Regions from separate parts of the Oryza sativa genome. Here region 1 is linked to region 2. Evidence: chromatin contacts called from public HiCAR-type data. All regions are on one chromosome and are shown on one strand. Each heading gives the region's core, a stretch centred on a gene start, on an enhancer-like site or on the middle of the called end of the contact. The rest is flanking DNA. Distances are from core to core; before and after follow the strand shown. Region 1 holds the start of LOC136351052. Region 2 has its middle 8.6 kb from the start of LOC4327619.

What was found. HiCAR-type assays count read pairs that join an accessible place to other places.
Region 1: a HiCAR-type map of leaf shows a contact between it and region 2, with 7 times the contacts expected there. The contact joins the promoter of LOC136351052 here to the enhancer-like site in region 2. A contact is called at or near these places in 13 of 15 Hi-C or Micro-C datasets (leaf, leaf mesophyll, panicle and 2 more) and 4 of 4 datasets of contacts at active chromatin or transcription factors (leaf and seedling).

Annotation. Positions count from the first base shown.
Region 1 is chr1:34,395,842-34,398,610 of ASM3414082v1, forward strand. LOC136351052 reads left to right here and starts at 1,295. Exons shown (of 2, transcript XM_066304583.1): 1 at 1,295-1,625; 2 at 1,716-2,769. LOC136353578 (a long non-coding RNA gene) reads left to right here and starts at 156. Exons shown (of 2, transcript XR_010736882.1): 1 at 156-301; 2 at 460-624.
Region 2 is chr1:34,362,374-34,365,095 of ASM3414082v1, forward strand. No RefSeq gene overlaps it. Among protein-coding and RNA genes, the nearest start is that of LOC4327619, 8.6 kb to the left of the region's middle. Within about 2 kb of position 1,303, at least 15 of the 15 cell types and tissues checked have open chromatin away from gene starts, as enhancers often do. A contact at or near this core is called in leaf, panicle and seedling, where this site is marked.

The DNA of each region.
Region 1 (2,769 bases), core at 45-2,544, 33 kb after region 2:
GGCGTGGAGTCCGGATAAGTTACGCGCGACTTATCCGGTTCGGTTACGCGGAGTGGAGATCGTGCGGGCGCCCTGATCAAGCGACCTATCTCTATATAAACCGAGCCGCCGCCTTCACGCAAAACACACGAAATCAATCTAGGGTTTGCCTCCTCCTCTGTGTTGCGCCGTCGCTCGTAGACTACTCCATCCCGCTCGCCGACGTGCACCTGAGATCGGGAGAGCAGGTCTCCGGAACATCTGCCTTCGACGTCCTGAACCGGGAGAAGGCGGCAATAAGGTTTTTGGGACCGCCACCTCGGTACGTCTTCGACATGTTGCGCATATTTGATCTGTTCATGTTTTACTGCTTAGTTTACATGTGTAGATCTAATGATGCGTTAATGCTAGTATACATATGTAATGTCATGATTTATTTATAGAATATATTAAATCATTATATGTCTATATTCTCAACAGGACCTACCGGACTCTGACGCGCACGCTACCCCAGGCACACGTCCCATCGCTGCAGCCCGCGTCCAGACGAGAGCTGTATGGCTCGGCCGACGCCGACGCCGACGCTCGCCCGACCCACACCGCGCGATTCGATTCGCACGCCCACGCCCACGCACTTCCCGCCGCTCGCGGGTAGACAACCAGTATCCCCTACCGCTCTCTACTCTCTAGTCTCTCCTTTAAACTTCCTGGTGCTGCGGCGCCTTCTGTTTATGCGGACACGGCCAAAGGCAGGGCGGTGTGTCCAGAGCAAAGGGCCGCACGGTGGGTGGCAGGTTGGCAGGCGCCGCTGGGCACAGAATGCAGCACAAAGGCTTTATTAACGGTGTGGGGACTGGGGATTGGCTGAGGACGGCGAGGGGAGCGGGAGTGGCGCAGCGACGCGGCGGAGTGGCAGGGCCCGTGGTCAGATGACATCACCGCGCGCGCGATGGGTCACGTGAGGGCGGTGTAGTTGGCCTGTGGGTTATGGCCTGGATCAGTCTGTACCAGCGGCGCCGGGCACGTTGGGTGACGGCCGAAACTGTACGGATAGCGCAAAATGTGGGGATCCGGACGGCATCGTCCTTGACGGCACCTCATCCTTGGTGGGTTCCAAAATCCACCGGGTGTATAATATTAAATCTTTAGTTTTCCTCGGCCACTATCGACAGTAAATCGGTCCCTGAGAGGCCTCCGATCTGCTACAGTATAACAGTGCCCTTTCCCCACATCAGCTGTCCGATCCGGCAGTCACGGCACATCACAACCGTCCACCTCCCCATCACCTCCCCCAATTCCCAGTCGGTCGTGCCCTAATCCCTCATTTCCTCTCCCCTTCCTACGCGCCGCCGCCGCCGCCACCGCGACTCCTCGCATTCGTCCCCACCACATCCGAGCCAGCGGCCGCCCGCCCGCCGTCGCTACCTCCTCCTCGAGCCAGCGGCCGGCACCACCACCTTCCCACGGAGCCAGCGACCGGCGCTATGTTCTCACGGAGCCGGGCGCGGTGCCATCTTCTCGCGGAGTCACTGGCCCGCACCGCCGCTACCTTCTTCTCCTCATAGAGCCAGGGATGTCGACACCATCGCCGTCTGTGTCCGCTTCTTCGCACAGCTACGCCAGCTTGCGGCCACTACTACACCAGGGTCTGACTTGCTCTTCTTGTGCATGCTTGCTTCTATATACCTTCTACATTGATCAATTCGGGTAACTTATGTTGCAAATATGTGGTTAAGATTTGGGTGTGGGTGGAGCAAGTGTGCCAGCCACTGCACCGCCGTCCACTCCCATGAGAAAGTCAGCTCCATCAAGATGAACGAACATCCAGCCACTTGCGCGCTCCTCCATTTGCTGCCGTATGAGGATGAGGCAGGCAGCTCCAGTTAGGTCACTACTCTGCTGAAAAAAGAAAACTGAGTCCTGGTACCGAATCTAGCATTTGCTTCTTTTCCTTTCAGATCTGGATTTTAATTCACTGGTCTGCCTTTTGTTATTTTTAATTATTTTGTTCTATTGATTAGTCTCATCAATCTTTACTCTACAAATGATGATTTACATGGTCATTATTCCATCCAGAAGAAATGCACAGACTGTTTTACAAGGCAAACATATTGAAGGGTTGTTCTATCTCGACCAAAGTTTCTCAGATTATTTTGCCTGCTGCTGCATTGTAATACTCATAAGCTATATTACCATCATCGAATCCTCATCCGGATACGCAGCTGTGTTTTTGTTGTATAGTGTCCAATGAATCTCTGAGCAACCCTGTTATACTGGAATAAAATTAAGGTACACAACTTTGTTATTGTTTCGTTAAATACTTGCAGATTTCAGAGTTCATCACAAGCTTTCATTTCTTTACTATATATAATCTTGCAGTTGCAGACAGGACACATGACTTTGATCATGGTTTAGCATCAGCTGTCTGGGAATCTTTGAAATTCCTAAAGCTAAATATATAGGACACTCGTGTCCTATATATGCTAGCAGTTGAAATGCTTCACAAACATAGTCTACAAGTATCTGTTGTTGATTAGCGCAGTGAATATTGTCGTAGCCACAAAACTGCACAACGATTTTACTTGGTTTTAGTTTTCTTATTGCTTTTGCTTATATAAGAGTTACGCCATATTACAAATAGTAACTGTTAGCTTTAAATCTTTTTGTTTACCTAATGATTCAACTGGAGGAAAAGTTCAAGCTAGCTACTGCAGATAATCAGTTTTGCTTTAATTACCTTGATCAGTCTGTAAGTGATAATCAGTTTTGCTTTGGTTATGTTTAATGCCT
Region 2 (2,722 bases), core at 53-2,552:
GGCTGCCACGGTGCTACGGCTTGTCGAGCTGGACCTCATCCGTGCGGTGGACGTCGCCCAGTCCGCCACCAGCGTACGTGCTATCGGGCAGGGAACGCCGGTGCCGAGTGCCGACGTCGAAGGAGGACGGGGATGGCAAGTCGCGGCAGCTGTTCGCGGTGGTGGAATGGTGGGCCACCCTTGGGCAGAACATGCATGGGGCTCACCGTCGTCATCCTCAAGCAATCGCAACCACTTGTCATGGCTCTTGACGCTACCATCGGAGTCGGAACTCTGGCCGTAGCCCCGATGAGGCTGGCCGCTGCCGCCACCTGGCGAGAGAGAGACGAGGGAAAAGAAAATTAGATCAGGTATGTGGGGGCTGTTAAATTTTTGTTTTTTTTCACAGTGACATGTGGGTCCCATAAACAACACGTAGACTAGGATAAGACCGCTTTCAAACCAACCGAAAGAGTTTATTTCCATTGGTTTTTAAAGATGGAGGAGGCATTGTATCTGGTTTTGCGAATAAGAGAGGTGATTCAACCAGACACAAGAAATGAGGGACGAAAAATAGACTTATTCCCAGCAAATATGCGGAAGCGGCAGTAGCGATGGCAGCGGCGGCGGTGGCTTCAGGGCCTCGATGCCGGCGGGCAAGGTTAAGATGATGCTGGTCCCAGTGGAACAGCCTCCAGCCCTCCAGCGATCACACAGGTAAGGTTTTGTCTAGCGCTTCGCATTCGATTACTGTATCTGCTTCGTTGATTGCTTTTGGTCCGGGCTAACTCTTCGCTCATAGATCAAATGTGTATAGCAAAATGAAGGGGTTATTCAGATTGATGTCATTTTTGACTATATAATTTTTTTATAAAGTTATAAAAAAATATCTACATTTATTTTGTTGTCAAACTTTGATAAATACGTAAGAAATCATGTCAAAATTTTAGTAATATTGTCAACTTAACAAAATTTTGACATTGTCAAAATTTCATAATGTTTATTTTGGCTATAAATTGAACAGCCCTGAAGTTACGAAGTTGCCAACACGGCAGCACATAGCAGGTTTTTAGCAATACCAAGATCCATGTCACAATGATTAACGTAACGGATAGTCCATAGCTCCTTCTGTGCCGAATTTCTCGAATACAATGCCCGTATTCGTTTATGCGCATGGCTATTTGTTTCCATTATACATCAGCGAATATTATTTCTACCACATTCTTGCCTAGCTGGATTGAGAAACAGATCATCTCCTGGGCTGATACGCTGCTTTCATCCCTTGGGCTCTCTGGCCTATAAAAATGCTAAGGCCCAAAGTATGAAAGGAAATGGGCCGTTTGCTCACGTCTTCAAATCTCAGATGCCATCGACGATCATGCGGAATGTAGGAAAATGGCCCATGATTTGTTTGATGGGCTAGCCGAAATCATCATCAAGTATATAGTTCATCACACAAAATATAGTTAATGATATTTTCTCTTTTCTCATTAAACCATACAACCATAGTTATTTCTACTTAGAATGATAGATATATGGTTTAAATTGTCTTTTCTTTCTTCCATCATAAAACCATGCAATCTCAATCTCAATTACTTTTAGGCTCAAAATTCATATGTAAAAATTTGTTTTAGTATTAATAACCATATTGCATCTTATTTTTACATATTAAGCAGTTTAATTTTTCACAGCAACGCGGTGGGATATTTATCTATTTATATAGTGTATACCCACATTTACACTCAACAACAACCGTCGCCCTTCGCTTGTACTCCCTCCGTTCTAAAATAAGTACAGTTTTGCGCTGTTTATGTCCAACGTTTGACCGTTTGTCTTATTTGAATTTTTTATTAGTATTTTTATGTTATTAAATGATAAAACAAGAATAGTACTTTATGTGTGACTAATTTTTTTAAAAAAATTATATTTTTTCAAATAAGACGAACAATCAAACGTTGAACACGGATACTCACGGCTGCACTTATTTTGCGATGGAGGTAGGATGTAAAATCCAGTATCTACGAAGTAATGAGTAATCTACAATTTTGTCCCTAAAACTGACGTATGTTAATTGTAATAAAACTTCATGCACATGGACAGCGGTTTATAGATTGTTTATACAATATTGGTGTGTCAGTCTCATATACTGTACTAATAAGTGATATAGAGAGAAAGAGAGGGGGATCCATGTAAAGGTATTGGAAATATAAATTGGGCAATATGTAAGTATTGTTTCATCTCCTATCTTCTCCATATCACTTTAAAGACACGCGGCCACTAGTAAAAAAAAACTTCATATAGATCGGCACTATAGGTGACGGAACAACTAAAACCGGCACCTATAATGCTTTTCCCTCCTCCGTGGACTCAAAACACGTAAAACCGACACCTTTAAGCAACTATAGGTGCCGGTTCTAAAGAAGAACCAACACCTATAGTATATGTGCCAGTTTTTTAAAAACCCGACACCTTTAATATAATATAGGTGTCGGTTTTCTAAAGGAAAAACCGGCACCTATACTATAGGTGTCGGTTCTTCTTTAAAACCGACACCAATAATAAATTATAGGTGCTGGTTTTTTAAAAAACCCTACCCCTATCTAAACTGAGCCAAGCCGATCCAGGCCGACGCATCGGCCTCGTCCTATAAGTCAACCAACCTTATCGCCTCGTCTCAATATCTCTCTCTCTCCTCTCTCGATCTCTCTGGTCTCTCTCGTTCTCTCTCTCTCTCTCGCCTGTA